2 separate regions of the Xenopus laevis genome follow, and region 1 is linked to region 2. A link is a contact called in public Hi-C data. All regions are on one chromosome and are shown on one strand. Each heading gives the region's core, a stretch centred on a gene start, on an enhancer-like site or on the middle of the called end of the contact. The rest is flanking DNA. Distances are from core to core; before and after follow the strand shown.

Region 1 (4,811 bases), core at 1,798-4,297, 89 kb after region 2:
GCTGCCATGTAATGTGAATCTGAATCCATTACTATTCAGCCTTGTGTTGTGAGTGTTATATTGTATATATTCTGCATTTAGTGAATCAGCATAAAAGAAGATGGGGAGCTACTGGGAGCATTTTTGGGGGCACAGATCTTCCCTTTTTAGCCTTTAGCAATCCAATTAGATTTATACTTTCCTTGATTCTAAAGTGATTTATACTTTTCCAAGTGATTTATACTTTCCTTGTCCTTTAAAGAGATACTGACACCTGAAATTAAACTTTTTTTTACATCTATTATAATATTGGCTTTGCAAGCTACTTCTAACTTTGCCATAAAGTATTTGCATGATGCTTTTACATTACCTGTCTGATCCCCCATGTTCCTGTATGAGGGGGCTGCCATATTTGTGCAGCAGGAGTCCGTTAGCATTAGAAACTGTAACTAACAGGCTGAGATGGGACAGTCAGGTTGGCAAAGTCAGAGTGTCAGAGTGTCAGAGAGTCAGGCTTAGGAACTTCAACTAACAATTATATACAAAAACAAACCTCTCAGCAAAAAATGATCAACATGACCTATAGGTAACATTTAATGTACATTCATATGCTAAAATTAATTTTTTAGTGTCAGTATCACTATCACAAGCTTTCGTTCTCCATTAATGATATTTTACTGATAACAAGTAGATAAATGTACAGATTTGTGTCTGACTGTAATAGTAAATATTAAGCATGCAATCCCATTGGCTTTGACTGCAGACTGAATGTGAAAGGAGACGGGGATGCTTTCTGCTTTTGGGGGGAGGGTGCTGGGAGTTTTAGTTCTGGAGTAATGCCTTTTACAATAACCATCCTGGGGGAACTATAGGCTCAGCCCATTGACACTGGGCAGTCTGTGGCATGACTTGCATTAGTATGTGGCCTCTGCCTTCAATAACAAACGTTGGCTCCTGGGAGTCCGGTGCACCCCATAAAGCACATTTTCCGAGTGCTGATGCTTCCCAGAATCTGGATAATTGATAAGGACATTCCAGCTCAAATAAACTGAGCTCCAGAGCCAAAGATATCAGGTTATTCCTTGGCACAATCAGCAGGAATGGAGTTGGTTTCTCCCTTCATCTCCTACACACACCAACCCCCCAAATCTGTCACTGGATCCGGGAGGAAATCTGACTTTATTCTCAGCCACAGACAGTGGGTTTATTACTAACAGTTATTCCGGGCAGAGCCGATCCTTAGGGGGTGGTGGTATTGGCTGCCTTAGCTATTGACTATCCTCCATCTGCTGTTAAACTACAAGTCCCACAAGGTGCAGTTCAACCACAGCCCTGATATATATACTGGTCCAGACTCTACTTGCCCAGTAAAGCCCAGTAAGGTTTTCAGAGTTGCAACATCTCATAAATCCCTCACAGGATCTGTTATCCTTATAATTGGAACATGAAACAGCTTGACAAAGGGGTGATGCCCGAAACGTTGCTCTTCCCTATTAATAAAACTGCAAGGACTTGCCCTGCAAACACAAGTCTTGTGCACCAGTGAACTCTTTTGCGCCCTTATAATGGGAGCCAGCAGGACAGATTGTCAGTTCTGTTCAGCACCGAGTATCACTGCTGAGCTGTGTGTAAGTGGGTCTGGAGGCCACACCAGCTGTGGTATGTGCAGAATTCCTGGGAAGGGAGCGCCCATAGCTACCGGCACAGATGCAGCGAGGGGGGGAGAATAATGTTCATCTGCCAAATAAAGACGCCGCCATCTTGGGTTCTACTTGTAGATAAAACTTTTAGATAAAACCCACATAGAATACCTCCCAACCGTTTTTCCAATTTTGACAGCTCAACCAGCAGTCCCAGATTGTTACTGAAATGTCCCGACGTCCTCCTTGATCTCCTGCACTGAACAGCCAGAAAGGGATACAATGTTTATAAAACTTAATTGGCTTTTGGCAGAGAGCTAGGAACATTCAGCAGCTGCACTTAGATACATTTGTCACAATTTAAGATACAATTGTTACTATTTAAGATAAGCAGATCTCTTGGGGAAACTGTGACTTGCAGCTTAAAGGGCAATTCAGTTTCATTAGCAAAACTGTAATAACACATAAACCCACCCCCCACAGAAACGTGTTCAAACGTTCATTACCTGCCAAATTATGTAAAATGGACTGGGGTGTGGTCATAAAACAGGTGTGGCCAAAAATTGTCAATGTGCTGCACGCGTCAAAACTTTTTGTCCCTCTTTATAGTTTCTAAATGTTGGGAGGTATGACATAGTGGTGCCCCATCTTTCTTTGTGTTTAACTGCCCATATACACAGAGATCCAATCATTTAGAGCAAATTTATCAGTGACAATGACACCCAGGCAGGACCGCCATCAGAAATCACAGGGCCCCATACGACAACATTTCCTGAGCCCCCTGGGCTGCGCCCACCGCAAGCCCCACCTACAGGTCCGCCCCCCACCACACAGTAAAAAAACAAAAAAAATATTGGTGGCTAGGGTTCCCACATGTTAATAAAAAATAAATAGATATTGGTGGTCAGGGACTCCAATAAAAAAAACATTTGTGGCCATGGCCTCCCCATTAAAAAATATTGGTGGCTAGGAACCCACATGAGAAAAAAAAATTGGTGGCCAAGCCCCCCCCCCCCACATTATAAGAAAATTGGTGGCCAGGGCCCCTTAAATGTCCATGCCTTCCCGAAGTCAGCAGCTCTCAGAAAGATGGGGGGCCCGACTAATCAAGTAAGTGTGGTGTGGCCGGGCCCCCTTACCCTCGGGGCCTCCTACAACTCTCTCCCCTGTCCCCCCCCCCTGATGGCTGCCCTGCACCCAGGTGATGGGTCACATCGGATTGATCCAATCATTTGGGGCAAATCAGACCCTTCCTTGCCTGATGGGATTTTCAAACCTGCCTTTAGCTGTCTGACCAGCAGTGTTGGACTGGGGAGTCTGAGCCCAATGGAGCTTCTGCATAAGGGGCCTGCACACACACCCTCCTGGGCCCCTGTCCCCCCACCAACTCCACGGGACCCTCAACCCAGCCACAACCCCCCTCCCCCACATTACCCCCACCAGTGCATACCTACTTTTCTCATATCTATCGGAGCAAAGGGAGTTAAGGGAGTGCACAGTTTCAGGCGGAGTGAGTGTGTTTGGGCTGGTGGGGCCCACCAGTTTTTTTCCCAGTGTCCTGCCCACCCAGTCCAACCATGCTGACCAGGTATCAGTTGAGGAAGACATTGTTTGCCCCATTCACAAGCCAATAATCTTATTAAGCCATGTATGGGAGGGGCAGCCTTATCTTTTTTCCCTACAGTTCTGATTGGCAGTCACAGCTTGACCAATGGCAGATCAATGTAGTGTAATGTGATACCAGTCAGAGTTTGAGCAAGATCTAACCAGTTTGCTTTCAATCATGTTGCCAGCAAATGTTACCTGTGGATTGGTTGCTATGGGTTACTAGACCTGTTGCAAACTTTCCAATTTATATTACATTCCATACTTTATTACATGGCAGAAATGTGTGTTTATAACTGCACACAATCCTTGATCCATACTTGCAGCATGTGTATTCAATAAGTGGTGAGATGGGAATCGTCGTAATCCTACTACACGAGCCATCATCATCATCATCGTTATCGTGACAACAGTCACCTCATTCCTACCCAATATACTCAGTGCTGTCACACAGTTTATTCATGTAATGATGCAGTTAATTACATCGGGTCACATGATCGCTTAATGTTGTATAATGAAGACATTAGCATATCATGCGATTAGGCACTTGTGATTTGTGGCATGCAATGAATCAAGCACCAAACAATATTTACTGTATGGCTGTTGTATACGGCAGAGGGCACAGCAGTTATGTTTACTTTTTTTTAGCAGGACAATTTGTAATAGCCTTTCTTTTAAACCCTAATTTGTGATAATTCCAGCTCCTGTTTAAGTTATCTTATCCCTTCTCTGCCCCAATCTACCCAAAATCTACCCCAGGACCTGCTTTCCCGTCACTCACTGGTTCCACTGACTCTGACTAGACCAGATCTATGAGGTGCTCCAATAATGAGGTCATTTCTAAAGAAACCCCAAATATTTATCAGGCACCACATATTACCTTTAACAAAGCAGATGGAAATACACTACATGCATGACACTGCCCTACAGGGATCACGGTGGGGTAGAATCAGGTCTCCCAACCCCCTGGTCTTTGGATCTGCCCCAGTGCTGCCTCCAGTGGATGAGATGCTGAAGTCAGACACAGAGTCACAGCTGCCCATCCCCTGCCCCACAAATCCCTTGAGCTGAGTGTAAGACTGAACCCAGGGGTGGGCAGTGACACATAGAACATCCTAAATCATATGAAGCCTTAAATGCCCAAATATTTAGTATATGCCCCCCCATCCCCTGGTTTGGAGCTGCAAGGCACAAATACAGGATCACCCGTTGCTCATTTGTAACCTTGTTATTGTTTCTTTAGCCCCCAAATCTCATATTGTTACATTTTCTCTATTATGAAGGGGGGGGGGGGCAGAGCTGTTCAAATAGCAAAAAAGACCATCCCCAGCCAGCAGGCAGGTGGGCCTGTAAAGCTTCATCATTAAATAAACATCTTGGGGGCCACCTGGACTTATGCACCGGCAATATAAGCGCAGTCTTGGCAGCTGGTTATGCAGCCAGTCACTGATAACATGTGAAGCAGAAAGGGCCCAAACCATGAGGGAGAGCCTAGAAGATCCTAGAAGAATGCTGGAGCAGTGGAGACCACCTGTGATTGTTGGTGTAGAAGCTCCAAGAGCTGTGGATAAGGGCAGAAGAGCTGAA
Region 2 (5,557 bases), core at 785-3,284:
AAAAGGAAATATATATATTTTTTACATTTGGATTATTTAGATAAAAAGTAGTCTATAGGGGAAGGCCGTTCCCTAATTTGGAGCTTTCTGGAAAATGAGTTTCTGGATAACGGATCCCTTAACTGTTGTTTGGGGTGACTTGAGGGTACCTGGCCCAATGTTGGAGTCTAGTGGCAGTATAAATAAACCCTTTTCTGATGAGTAATTCAGGCTTCAAATTGTTCCTCTGATTTATGGAATGTTTTGTAGGCAGAAAGAAGCGGATCCGCTCTCATTGGCAGTCCTGGTAGGCACAGCGTTGGATGGAGATTTGCCTGAAAAAAAAAAAAAAGGCAAAGGCGTGCATGTTCGGTTTGATCTCTGCTCTGTGCAGCTACATTGAACTGTGGTGAGAGAAGATTTGTTGCTCTTTGTCTGCCTACAAGACGCAAGTTGAAGGAAGCGTATGTCCCATGTGACTTTGGCCTAAAGCTGCCCAGACCCTGACAGATCCACTGCTGCCCCACAGGATATAATAATATTTCTCACTTTCAGCGACTGATCTGTTGCCACCAGGGCCACCATCAGGGGGGCACAGGGGGAACAACTGTACCGGGCCCGGGCCTAAAGTGGGGCCCGGCTGTGCTGCTGTTTTTGAAATAGCCGGACCCCCCTTGGCAGTGCCGAGCCGCCGAAGACGTGCCTCCTCTTCCTGAACCTCTGAAGTCCCGAAGCCCAGAAAAGACCCGAAGTGACGTACAGAGCCGAACTTCACATCCCAAAGCCGCAAAAACACCCAAAGTCACAAAAAGGGGCCGAACATGAAGTCCTGAAGCAGCTATAAGATGCGAAAGTCACAAAAGGAGTTGAAGTTGAAGTCCTGAAGCCGCGAGTTCAGTTCTACTGAACACCAATGTCTCTTTTTTATTTTTTAAAGCCCTAGCCGCCAATGTATTATTTTAATACATTACAGGCCCCTGCCACCAATGTTTTTTTATTTTTTTAAATATTCTCTGGGGGCCCAATTTTTTTTAAACATGTAAGGGGGCCTTGGCGCCCTGACCACCAATGATTTTTTTTTTTAACTTGTAGGGGGGCTCTGACCATCAATGTGACCATCAATGTTTTTTAAAATCTTTTATGTGGGACCCTGGCTGCCATTTTTTTTTAAATTATAAGGGGACCCTGACCACCCATGGCTTTTTAGAACTTGTGAGTGATGGGATTTGCAGTTTTTAGTGCTGGTGTGGACTTCTAACTGTGGTGTGGGCGGAATCTGGGGTGGGATCTGGGGTGGGCAGGGAGCAGGGAGCCCAGAACATTTTGCTGTATGGGGCCCGTGATTTCTGATGGCGGCCCTGGTTGCCGCTGTACTATTTGCAAGTAAATACCAGATATAACTAATTCGCTGATTATCTCATTCTCTTTCTGTTTTCATTTTACTCAGTGTCCCATATTTTTGGGAAATGGGGTAGTAGAAGTGACCCTGGGGCCCTGACAATAAGTTGAATAAATGTTTATGAAAAGATCTTATTCCCAATGTCAAGGGGAACTAAAATTGTTTAGTTTTGGGGACCCAGTAAATTGCATTTATGCCACCGCCAGTGGAACACACAGACACTGGGCAGGGCCATAGGGGTAACACGTGCCCAGAAGGGACAGGGGTAATTAGGCAGCACAGGGGTAATAAAGATACAGCAGCGAGAAGTCAGGCAGTGCAAGGGGAATGTACCACTAGAAGTTTGTAGAGGGGAGATTGACTCATTACATGAGGAGGTAGGTACCACTACTCGGCTCTGTACAGGGATACATACAGAACATGGGCAAGATACCCAGTGATACAGGGGTTAAATGTCAGGAAGTACAGGGGTAGAAGCATATGGGGAGATTGATATTACCTCAGACCACAAGAAAATCTTCTGGTTCCAGTCAGCTGTAGAGGAGGGCCATAACACGGAACAAGGGAGGCTTATTTGGAGTAAGATGATTTGCTGCAATACATTGATGAGCTGTAAGAAAGTGACAAATTAACGTTTAGAGTAGAGCACGAACACCAATATGAGTGGTTGATGCAGAAGAGAGGCGGGATTTATCGAGTACTTTCCAGGGTAGCGATTGGCTCATTTGGCACAGGGGCGGTACAAAGTTTACCAGAGTCCCGGCAGCCGTAAAGGGAGGGATGAATTCAGATTGAATGATAGCTATTGGTTCACGGTTTTCTGAGGGCGGCCCGGAAAAAAATAATGTGACTTCACGTAGGGCTGTTAGCGATTGGTTAGAATTCGCGGGAATGATAGCGACTGTCTCAATTAAGAGGCGGAAGTAAGAGCTAGGAAGAAAATGAGTTTCCTGTCTAAACATCTGTTTGTGTCTTTGAGGTCACATTTTGCGACGTCAGGGGCTGCCTGCATTATATTCACATATGCCTGTGTGAGGGATGCAGCCCAGCACCAACCGGTAACATTAATATGCGACTGACTCTGAAGTGCTGCCAGGGTCAGGCTTATTAGCCGGGGGAGCCCAATATGGGCCATTTGTAGGGGTGTTTGTGGCCGTGTGGCAAGTAGTCACTGTCTCTGCCTCTCTTACTGATGGGCTTCTTGCAGCTGTGTCTCCTCTCCTAACAGCTAATTCAGTCTGTTCTTCAACTGCTCTAAGTACTTGCAGTCCCACAGGGGAACCCATAGCCGAGCCCTTTCCCTCTCCCCCACACATTTGTCCCTACCCCACATACTCCCCGACTCCACATATTCCTTCTGTCCTGGCCCTATAATGTCTCTTACATAGAACACCAAAAATGAAAGTGTTAAAGTAAAGAAAATATCATGTAATGTTTCCCTGCACTGGTACAACTGATGTGTTTGCTTCAGAAACACTACTATAGTTCATATAAACAAGCTGCTGTGTAGCAATGGCAGAAATTGAAAAAAGTCTATATGGTACAGGTTAAATAGTGGATAACAGATAACACCATTATGTTCTACAGAGCTTATCTGCTGTGTAACCTGAACCTTTTCTCCTTTGAATGGCTGCCCCATGACTACACAGCTGCTTATTTATATAAACTATAGTAGTGTTTCTGAAGCAAACACAGCAGTTTTACCAGTGTAGGGCAACGGTACATTATTTTTTTATTAATTTAAAACACTTTAATTTTTGGATGTTACTGCTCCTTCAAGGTGGCCCTACACTATAATATCTGCTCATTTGGAGAAATCGCCAAAAGAGTGGATCCTCTTCCAATATGCCCACCTACGTTGAACGGTATCAGAACTGAATAAGATTGCTGGCCCTAGGACCAAATGAACAAATTGCAATGGTGTGAATACTAGCCGACCTGGTCCCTGATTCGACTGAAAATCAAACCTGCCTTATCGACATCTGGCCGAGTAATAATTAAAGGCTAATTAAAGGGCACCTGTCGCCTAAAAACTCCCCCCCCCTCGTGGGTGGTACAGCCTAACAGAGCCCACATTCCAGAAGAGTAAGACAGTTGAATGTTCTTGCCATGTATTGACTCCTCTGGCCCCTGCACCTGGAGGGAAGCTCTTGTGTGTGTGGTTGTATTGGGGCACTCGCATGTTCATAATGAGTGAGTGTCTCAGTTCACTAATTATGTGGGGTCAGGGGGCCAATGTTCCCTCTATTTCTTTCTTAGCTATGTGCGCAAAAAATATGTGCGCACAGTTTTTAAAAACTGTTTGCTCAGGTCAGAAATAATACAAATTTTATTTTTTTTTTATTTGTTGCACTGGCCTCAAGGTTTTTGTGCACGAGCGCACACCTTAGAGGAAACATTGGAGGGGACAAACTGACCTGGTGAGGGGCAGATCACTTGATAGGCGACTTTTCTTAGAAAAGTTCTATTGTTTTGTCTATCAGGAGTGTGGGCTATGTTAACATATACCTCCGGGGGGGGGGGGGGGAGAGATGATGGGTGCTCTTCAATGCACACAGAGGGCCTAGTACTGTGGCTAATGTTGGGGTAAGGGAAACATTACAAACCACCCTTATTAACCAGGCAGTTACATGGTGCCCTGCAGCGTTACATAAGCTGTTTATATGTAACTGTGGCCCCCAGCTCTACTAGCCCTGTATGGGCAAGATACCCCACCCCACTATGTACACTATTACATGACAATGTTTGCCTTTCTCACTGCTTCTCCTTTACTAATGCCCTCTTTGGTGTTGATATAAATACACAATTTAAACAAAAGGCACCCCACATATTTAACCTTCAGTATCACCCCCTATGATTTTAATAAGTGGTCCATTCCATGTTAAGGTTTATAAACACTGCAATGATCCAGGTATGTGCCCCTTTAGTGGGGCCCTTTGCTGCACAGAGTTTGGCCGCTTAGTACCGTCATTGCCAAATATACAGGGATTTTTGGGGAAACCCCATTGTCAATGTAGGTGCCCAGAGGTCATAATATATAACTTTATATCCCAACTTTATACCCCAGGGAACCCAGGCTCTCATCTCAGCAGTATGTTAGTCTGCAGAACTGTTCCACAGTGGAACTATAATAGCTGCCAACTGGGTGATCCTTTGTATGTCCAAGTGAAGAAGAATGCCAATACCTGTGCTTGCAGAAAACGGGGTGATCCCAAATTTATTCAATGGTGCTTCATAACACTTAACAAACGATCAAACGTTTCGGGACCCCATGGCCCTTCCTCGGAGGAAGGGCCATGGGGTCCCGAAACGTTTGATCGTTTGTTAAGTGTTATGAAGCACCATTGAATAAATTTGGGATCACCCCGTTTTCTGCAAGCACAGGTATTGGCATTCTTCTTCACTTGGATTTACTACTGGCGAGTGGCTAGGCCAGTGCCATATATACCTGTATCCCCTGCATTGACTTTGTATGATCCTTTGTATGTGCCCATGGCAGAACCCATGAACAATATGGCAGGCTAAATACAGTGCTGGTTCTATGGATAATACTAAATACAGTGCCATTCAGAGGAATATGGGTAGCAGGAGTACCTGCTCCACTTCTCTCCTGCTGCTGTTATGCTGCAAGTTCTTCCCATGAGCAGCTGAATACTAAGCATTGTGTGCGGAGCAGAAGAAACTTGACAGAAGCCCAGTTCATGATCATTGGCATTTATGCCATCTGCAATACCTCAAAATTTCCCCTAGATGGCAATATAGTGCCATTACAGTAATGATATAATTATCATCATTTATTTATATAGCGCCAACAAGATACGCAGTGCTTTACCTTAGTTATAACAAACAGGGATTAAATGGCGGATAACAAACAAGGGTTACAGAGTACAATAGGATTAGAGGGCCCTACAAATTAGAGTTTACAAACTAAATGTTAGGGTACAATTGAGACATTAGGATTTTAGAAACAATTTTGTGATTTATGATACAGCAATGATTGATTAATTAAGGTACATTGAATAAGCTTCTTTAAACAGGTGGGTCTTTAAGGAGCGCTTGAAAGTTTGGAAAGAAGGAGAAAGTCTGACTCGAGGCAGAGAGTTCCAGAGAAAAGCAGAAGCCAGAGAGAAGTCTTGTAGACGAGAATGGGCAGAAGTGATGAGAGGAGAAGCGAGGCGA

The links. Hi-C and Micro-C count contacts between places; a contact is called where the count stands out from the background.
Region 1: a contact with region 2 is called in a Hi-C map of the XL177 cell line, with 2.5 times the contacts expected there. The contact joins the enhancer-like site here to the promoter of saysd1.L in region 2. A contact is called at or near these places in 2 of 4 Hi-C or Micro-C datasets (the XL177 cell line and animal cap).

The regions. Positions count from the first base shown.
Region 1 is chr5L:23,443,199-23,448,009 of Xenopus_laevis_v10.1, forward strand. No RefSeq gene overlaps it. Among protein-coding and RNA genes, the nearest start is that of LOC108716523, 26 kb to the left of the region's middle. Within about 2 kb of position 3,048, at least 1 of the 7 cell types and tissues checked has an H3K27ac peak or open chromatin away from gene starts, as enhancers often do.
Region 2 is chr5L:23,355,489-23,361,045 of Xenopus_laevis_v10.1, forward strand. saysd1.L (SAYSvFN domain-containing protein 1) reads right to left here and starts at 2,035. Exons shown (of 3, transcript XM_018262712.2): 1 at 1,878-2,035.